Linked DNA regions of Drosophila melanogaster: all the other regions are linked to region 1. The links are chromatin contacts, called in public Hi-C maps. All regions are on one chromosome and are shown on one strand. Each heading gives the region's core, a stretch centred on a gene start, on an enhancer-like site or on the middle of the called end of the contact. The rest is flanking DNA. Distances are from core to core; before and after follow the strand shown.

The links. Hi-C and Micro-C count contacts between places; a contact is called where the count stands out from the background.
Region 2: a Hi-C map of the Kc167 cell line shows a contact between it and region 1, with 2.6 times the contacts expected there. The contact joins the promoter of rudhira here to the promoter of Pits in region 1. A contact is called at or near these places in 20 of 107 Hi-C or Micro-C datasets (the Kc167 cell line, the OSC cell line, the S2 cell line and 9 more) and 1 of 6 datasets of contacts at active chromatin or transcription factors (the Kc167 cell line).
Region 3: a Hi-C map of the Kc167 cell line shows a contact between it and region 1, with 2.1 times the contacts expected there. The contact joins the promoter of CG2444 here to the promoter of Pits in region 1. A contact is called at or near these places in 17 of 107 Hi-C or Micro-C datasets (the Kc167 cell line, the ML-DmBG3-c2 cell line, the S2 cell line and 10 more) and 1 of 6 datasets of contacts at active chromatin or transcription factors (the Kc167 cell line).

Annotation. Positions count from the first base shown.
Region 1 is chrX:12,581,936-12,584,661 of dm6, forward strand. Pits (Protein interacting with Ttk69 and Sin3A) reads right to left here and starts at 1,258. Exons shown (of 3, transcript NM_001272557.1): 1 at 1-1,258. The coding sequence starts at 615. LIMK1 (LIM domain kinase 1) reads right to left here. Exons shown (of 6, transcript NM_078584.3): 6 at 2,450-2,726.
Region 2 is chrX:11,815,613-11,818,312 of dm6, forward strand. rudhira (rudhira,) reads left to right here and starts at 1,286. Exons shown (of 9, transcript NM_001258702.1): 1 at 1,286-1,421; 2 at 1,624-2,404. It overlaps CG1578, which reads right to left and starts at 939. Exons shown (of 8, transcript NM_001298212.1): 1 at 814-939.
Region 3 is chrX:11,704,049-11,706,748 of dm6, forward strand. CG2444 reads right to left here and starts at 1,252. Exons shown (of 2, transcript NM_001298206.1): 1 at 772-1,252; 2 at 262-693. The coding sequence starts at 880. The coding sequence ends at 458. It overlaps PhKgamma (Phosphorylase kinase gamma), which reads left to right. Exons shown (of 11, transcript NM_167297.3): 11 at 1-346. FucT6 (alpha1,6-fucosyltransferase) reads right to left here. Exons shown (of 4, transcript NM_132512.4): 4 at 2,527-2,700.

The DNA of each region.
Region 1 (2,726 bases), core at 8-2,507:
GGGTACGCCGCCGCCGGGTGCACCGCCACCGCCGCGGGTCGCATTTGGCGGCAGGTGGTGGGGCGTCATGTGTGAAATGCGTACGGGTCGTACGCCGCCACCGGGGGCATCCTCCAGCTTAACGGGATAGTCCAGTGGCGGACCGATGCGTGGCACTGGCATTTGATAGGGCATCTGATGGTGATGATGCACTGCAGCAGCGGCGGCGGCAGCAGCAACGGCATTGCCCAGCGAACTGAGCGAACCGGCGCCCGACGGACCTGGACCACCACTTCCGGGCGGAGCACCCGGTGGACCGCCGCCACCTCCGCCGCGATGGGAACCCGGTCCTTGTCCCGGAACTGGACCGACTTGTAACTGTTGTTGCTGCTGTAGGACGACGGCGGCCGCTGCAGCGGCGGACACTTCGCCGTTCTCATGGGAACGCTGCTGTTTGCTGGCGGGATGGAGACGCTTCATTTGGCGGGCGGCGTCCAGCACCGCCTCGATGCGATCGGCGCCCTCATAGTTGACGCAACCGCGGCACACCGCCTCCGAGAAGTCATTGATCATCGCCCAGGGCATGCGGGGTAAATCGCACAGATAGCAGTGCTGCCTTTTCGTTTGCAGCGACATCCTGCTGCGTTTCTGGAAACTGTCAACTGGCAACTAGCAACTGTCAACTGTCAATTGGCAACTGTCAATTGGAAGCCCTGGATGGGCTGGATCTGGAAATGGGTTTGTGCTGTTTTAGCTCACTGGAATGGCTAACTGTTCCTTCCTGCTGGATTCCCAATTCCTATTATTTATTATTTTCTCCTTTTTTTTCGCTTTCTTTTTTCTTGTTTCAGCTTCTTTTCGGTTGTGCGTTGTAGCTATTTTTCTTATTTAGCATTTGTTATTCATGTTTTCGTATTGATTTTCGCACACACGCACATATACACGCGCGCACGCACGCATATTTCACCGCGCTTCCACCCGAAAAAAATTCACTTATGTTTTTTCCTTCAGCTTCAGCTTCTTCTTCTTCTTCTTTTCTATTGTGCTGCGCCGCGCTGCTCGCCAACACGCACGCACACAGGCACACACACCACACACCACACTTAGGCACGCGCGCCGCAGAGTGAAAGAGAGAGGGTGCGCGCGAGTAAGCGGGACACGTAAATGTACGACGACGCCAAAAACGTGTAGGAACAAAACGAACGATGAGATCGCAGCGACGCAACGAATGACTGAAAAAGCGACCGGACGCCACACAGCTTGCTGATAGAGTGTGGCCTTGGCTGGTATGTGAGAATATACCCCAGGGGCCAAGCGAAATGTACTAAAAAATCTTCGCTGCCGCAATGGGAAATACCAAGAAAATACCTGAAATACTGGCTTATATCAGAGACACGAACCTTTCAGTGGACTTCAACCAGGGTTGCCAAAGTGGCTGAGACTGTAGCGAAGACTTCAACCATGATAAAGCTAAGGAAATTTTAAATTTTCTTTAAAATTTAGCATCATTTTGAGCATAGTAATTCTACTATTTCGTATTAATATATATAGCTTTTAATATATTGCTCCTAATATTACGCCCAAATATTAAAAATAAACCCTTTTGGCTGTTTAAGTAATTAAAAATAATATTTATTTTTATTTTTAACCCCCTTTGGGGCTACGACCCTGCCAGCGTACGTGCCTGCACGTCATATTCACGAAACGGAATCTAGTGACGAAGTCCTTCCCCCAAAGTCCGCCTGTAAGTATACCATGTAAAGTTCGTGGATACACATCCGTTTTTCGTATAGATACCGAACGTATGTACATAGGATACAGTTATGTAGACCTTGAATCTGGTATGCTCCGTCTCTTTCGCTCGGCGAACAGCTGACTTAACAGAGCTCTGTAACTGTTAATGAAATTAAAAGCCCTCATTCCTAGCAAAAAAAAAAAAAAAAACAAGGACATCCGTAAAGCACTGCGCAGGACCACAAACTGCAAGCATGTATGTGTATGCATATCGTTGCATATATGTACATATGTATAGGCGAAAATGCTTGGGTGTTCGTATTCCTGGCGTTTGGCCTGAATCGATTTCCCGACCATGGTCTGGGACAAATTCCGTATCTGTGCGTACATCCTGTTAAAAGGAAATGCGGAAAAAGGAGCCACCAGATACAGAAACACACGAACAAGCAACGACCTCGTAAACGGGGTCCTTTCCTTACACCCCCACCTTTCCATACAGTCCCGGCCATAAGTTTATGTCCGTGCACGCGCAACTGTACTCGCTTCTTAACATTTCATTTGAGATTTTATTTATGAAATGTTTGGCTCAATTAAAGATATAAAAATATTCTTTAAATTGCCACAAAATTAAAATTCCACAATAAAGACACTAGAAAGTTTAAAAGTTTTTTTTTAATTTCCTCTTTTATTAACAAAAAATGTTTTAAGATTAAAATCAAAAGAGAATCTACGAACTACGTTTATACACAAGCTTTATTTGTAATTACAGACCTTTCGACTCCCGAATAAGTAGGCAACAAAAACTGCATTAGTTATAAACTTATTTACAAGTGGGTAGAAAATGTTGCTATACTGATTATATATGTTCAACTGTTAAAAGGCATAAAGAATTGAATCGAAAATTCTATAAGCGTTACTCAATTTTCGAAAAGCAGGCGTATAAACGTAGTTACAAGGTGGTGTGGGGTCAAAATACAACACATTAAATTAGCTGCATATAAAAAATATCGCAC
Region 2 (2,700 bases), core at 36-2,535, 770 kb before region 1:
TTGGTAAGGAAGGAGGAGGTAAATTGCCTGATTACAAAGCTTTCAAACTGTAAAAGTGCCCGTGTGTAATTGTTTTAAAACCGTAAGTGCTTGTTGCTCGGAGAAATTGAATTAAAGCTGCGAAAATACCCCCACACACACACGCATGCACAGGCGATCTGATTGCATTATCGCAGGACCTCGCTCTCCGGCTGCCATCCTCTCCTTCGCCACTGCTTCGTTCTCTTCCCCTTTCCCAATTGGAAAATTGCACGAAGGTCACACACACAATCATATACGCGCTCGCGCGCGAATAGATAGATGCTTTTATTTTGCATTTTAGTTTAGAGCAGAATATTTAAACATGTATAAATCTACGTTTTATAAATAAATCGAATTAGTTGCGCCGGCAGAAGAAGCGCGTGCAGCAGCAACAACAAACATGCGGAGCAGCAAAACAAGAAAGCGCAAAGAAAACGAAAGTAAGGCGAAAGGAAATCAAGGAAAAAAACGAATGTGCCTTATATACAATCACACCCACGCACACACATAACCCACAGATTTGACCCAAATATATTATTTTCAACATATAACACTTTATTCATTTCCTTTCCTTTTTTCCCATTTGGATGAACTCACTCTGGATACCAAAACACAACCCAACACACACACACACACTCACACACGTAAGCACAACCGCAATAAACACACATTTTGCGAATTTCGAAAAACAACAAACTTAATGCGCCATGTGGCTGTTGTGCAAAAATATGCCGCTGGACAGGATTAGAGTAATGCTGCGGCGAACGGGAGCGATCATGAACGCTTACCAACCCAGCTGGTCGAGCTTTATAATTGTTGTGCGACAGAACTTTACGCCAACGTAAATGGCCAAATTAATCTTTTTTGCCGCTAATGCAGCGCCAGTGTTGCCAAATGGCGGTGGTCTGAATTCAATAATCGGTTCCGGCCTAGGGCAATTAGATACTAAATAATGCTACAAAAGCTCAAATTTGAAAATGAAAAAAAAAATACTAATTAAAATAATTACTTTTATTACTGAATAATTCGGTGGTGAAACTATACGTTTTTTCAGAGCATATGGTGTTGTGTTTTAATATTTTAAAAGCCGTTAGCTATTCATATTAAGCTGCTTTGCTAATATTTTAAATAAATAGACTGCAACTAGATTTATCCGTTACAAGGACATACACTCGTATATAAAGTCTGGTCACACTCAGAATGCTGTAATATAAAATTTGGTATTTCATATTACAGCTGCACGGTCACACTGGCATAGCACCCAGAAACCAAAAGAGCGAGACAAAAAACAGAGAGAGAAACAGCGCAGCAACCAAAATAATAACAATTAATAATACTAAGTGTCCGCTAAAGATATTGCACGAATAAAGGCAAACGCTCGCCAGCAGTCAGACCAGCTAGTACTAGTTTTTTCCCTTTCGTTCTGGCAGCAGAGTTTCTTGGTTATTTTCTTCTTTTTTTTCTGTTGCGACGCATAAATCGTCTCTTAATCGATATATACATATATATATATATAAAGACCTATGTATATAAGTTAACGGGAGAGTACGAAAACAAGGCGAACGTTTTGCAGATTTAATGTCGCAGTTACTTTTTGTGCAGCAAGAACAACAACATTGGCAGTAAGCAACAGCAGCAGAAAAAACAACAACGATAACAATAACAAAATCATAAACGAAAAACGACGAAAAGGAAACTTAAGTAAAACGTACGACGCAGCGCAGTCGTTGTGTCTGTATTGGTGCGTGTGCGTGAATTTGTGAACGCGAGTGGGAGTGAGCCAGCAATAGGGCTCTGCGTCGACGGCGGCAGCGGCAGAGGAAGACGAAGAAGAAACATACAAAAAATAGTTCAGTTTTTTTCAAACAAAACTCGAGCTCCGCAGTTGAGAATTTGCTGCGCGTCTCGAAAAAGCTTGTAATTAATTAGTAGACGCCCAATATTAAGCAACAACAGTTTGAGGGCGTGGCAAATCAAAATAATAAGAAGCATATAAACACAACATAAGGGGGAGACGGAGCAAAAGAGAGAGAAAGAGCAAGACGCAATTGGAGATTTTGTTGCTGCTGCTGCCGCCTGCAACAACCGAAGATAATAATAAAGAGGAGCTGCAAACAAGAACTAAGAACAACAACAGCAACAACTGACGAAAAGCACACACCATAAAGGAAATCAACAACAAAAGCTAAAGTGAGAAAGAGAGACCAAGTGAGAGAGAGTAGGAGAGCGAGCAGCTGAAACATATGATTTTTGTTTGTGTTGTTGTTTTTGCGCGCGCTCTGCGGAACGTGTGAGAAAAGTGGAACGAGCGAAACGAGTGGCAGTGTTGTTGTGTTTCAGCTGCTGCTGATTCAACCAGCGAACAGCAACAACAACGCAAGTGGTAAGTTCTTCATCTTCTTCTTCTAGTTGTTTCTGTTTGACGCGCAAAAAAAAAATTGAAAAAGAAAAGGAAAGAAAATCGTGCATATACATATGTGTACGAATATGAAAATCATATCTTCTATTTATGCAACTATTTGTTTATTTTTGCTCTGTCGAAATCACAGACGTGTAAGTTGTGCAAACAAAGAGCCAAGAATAGAGCGAAAAAAATGGGGAAGCTAAGCAGTGCAAAGAGAAGGAGAGAGCAGAAATTGTACTTGTATGTTTGTATTGTATTTGCTGTTATTTAAATGT
Region 3 (2,700 bases), core at 2-2,501, 880 kb before region 1:
GCGTCTAATGCGCGCCAGCCATCTAGTGTAATCAGTTAGTGTAGTGAATGTAGCGTTCAACCACGGCCATGCATACCACCCAGATGGTACATGGCTATCCAGTGGTCCAACGTTATGACCCGGCGCCAGAACGAGCCGAATCGGATGACGAGATGCGATTGATTGTTGGGTTGGGGGAATGTACACACCTCATCTCACCATACTCCACACCCAACTAAGCCCACACAAGCAAGCGTACATGCATATGTATTTTCTGTTAATGATTCTATTAAATTATTTAATTGTATTGCTAAGCGTTTACATTTTAATTGTTATGTTGTAGTATACACAATAAATAAAAACAAACAAAAAAAAAAAAAAAGAACGAAATAATAAGCTGAAAACAAATCCATTGCCCATTGCCTCCTAGTTAGTTGAGCAACTTAAGGATTATGGCAATTAATAATGGCTTAAGATGTTAGATGTGCTTGTCGCAATTGTATTTCCGCTCGCAGCAAGCGGGAAATTCGCGATTGATGTTCACAAAGTCGCGCTGCTTGCAGCCCGGTGGCGGAGCGACTGCATCGCAGGTTTTGAAGGTCACCAAGCCATCCGCATGGCATTCGGCCCGCACGCATGGCAGATCCGGCGCCAGACCCGTCTCCCCGGGCGACAGGATCGTGTTCGTGTCCAGCACACACTTGCCGGGATGCGCTGCAAGCGATGGAGCAAAGAGTTAGTATGGCATATGACTGGTTTGCACCCAAGTGGACATCACCAGCACAAACTTACATGAATTGTTCAGTTTGACCTTGGCAACGGCCGCCTGGCCAACGTGGCCGCCAAGGATGACGACCAGGCCGAGGAGTAGGAATGCGGCAACGGTGCTAAACTGCGACATACTGCTCGATACTGGATTTCGTTTTGGGTAATCTCTGGTGGAAACTCTGGGATCGAGCGAGGTGTTATCAACTGGGATGCTGGTCCGCAAGTGCTGATGTTTGGGCCGCACCGGCAATGTTTTATACGCAACCGGGGGCGTCGGTTATCAGAAGGCGAAACTGAATCCGAATCCGAATCCGAGTTCGAGTTCGAGACCGAAGCCAAAGCCCCCGGAATGAGGCGGCTTATCCGCTCCAGCTGCCGACGACACCGACTTGACCTTGTCCAACGAGCGGAGCTCCTTTTTCCGATTCCCCGATTGCCGGTTTAGCTGCCTGTTTGGCCGCTTTGTTTAATTTTTATTTTTATTTGTTTTTGTTAATATCTGTGATCATTTTTTTTTGTTTTTTTTACTTCCCTGCGGTTCATTGAGTACTTAATTACAATTGCCCCACGCACACAGACGCCTTTAATTTATTTATGCATAAGCACACATACGCGTGCTTATTGTTATTATTCTTATTTTTTTGTTTTATTGACGGTGTGCGGAGGCTTATCACGTTTCGAATTTTCGGCACCCGTTTCGTTTTTGTTTTTTTGGTTTTTTTTTTTGGGAATTTTCTTGTTTTGGTGTTTTGGAATTCCTGCGAGTTTTTTTTAAGAGTAGCAGTGTTCCAGCGGGTTTACCGCGACTTGACTCATCATCACGAGGGCACGCATCTTCAATTTGCACTTTCACCGGCGCCTCGGGGTTCTTGAACCGCCGCAAAGCCATCATAAAAAACTGGTCCTTCAATATTCGATGGTTATAATGTATGCATATTTACAATATAGTACATATTATGGATGAATGATCATTCATATCCAGATCAGGTTAAAAAGTCTTTCAACCCACTGGCTAATGTAATTGATGTAAGTCATACGAATAACAAGCTAAAATCGACAAGGTTTTGCATTTTGTTCAAAATTTGATATTTGCAATTGGATTTTTCATCATAAGATATCCTAAAATTTTATAATAGCTGATTATTATCAATCCTAACGATCCCATTAACTTTTGGCAATTTTTTATATTTTTTTTATAATTTTGCAAAAAATGGCCAAAAAATAGAATTCACATTTTTAAAAACAGTTTGTTTCGGAATTCAATTACGAGCTCAACGATGTATGACATTCCATATTTGGACCATAATTTTTAAAGTTTCGCTAAAATAAATAAATAAATCAATAAATTATTGATTTTCAAAACCAGCTGCCTGATGAAATTCAACGACAAAAAATTAGAATTTCCAATTTTGAATAAGGAATTACACATTTTTGAGGAAAATTTTTAGATTTTTCGTACCAGGCGATCATAACCAGTAGCAGAAAACAAACTGCCAGTCTGTACAAAATGCACATTTTTATGGTAAATATATTGATTTTTTGCATCAGGCGATTACAATAAATAGCAGGTGTATACTGAAAACGAAATTCCAAAAGATCGTTGGTCTCATTCTGAAATTTCTGTTCGCCTGGTAGCGAAGCCCACAGCCCAGAGTTGCAGAAAAGGTAAATCGCTTTCAATATTTGCTTTTTAAAACATTACTATTTATTTCTTTTACTATGACGCTTGAATTTATCAGTTTTAGTTTTGTTTTGCGTTCGTTTTTTATCTTTGTTTTTGTTTTCTTTCAACTATTTTACAGGTGATAGACTATATTGCGCTTAGTGAAACTACATGCACTTCTATATATAATTTATTTATATATATAAATATCTTTATGTATATTCTTGTCAACATAATTTCTTCGGCTTTCGACTTACATCTTATTAAAAGACTTGTACAAATGCAGAATA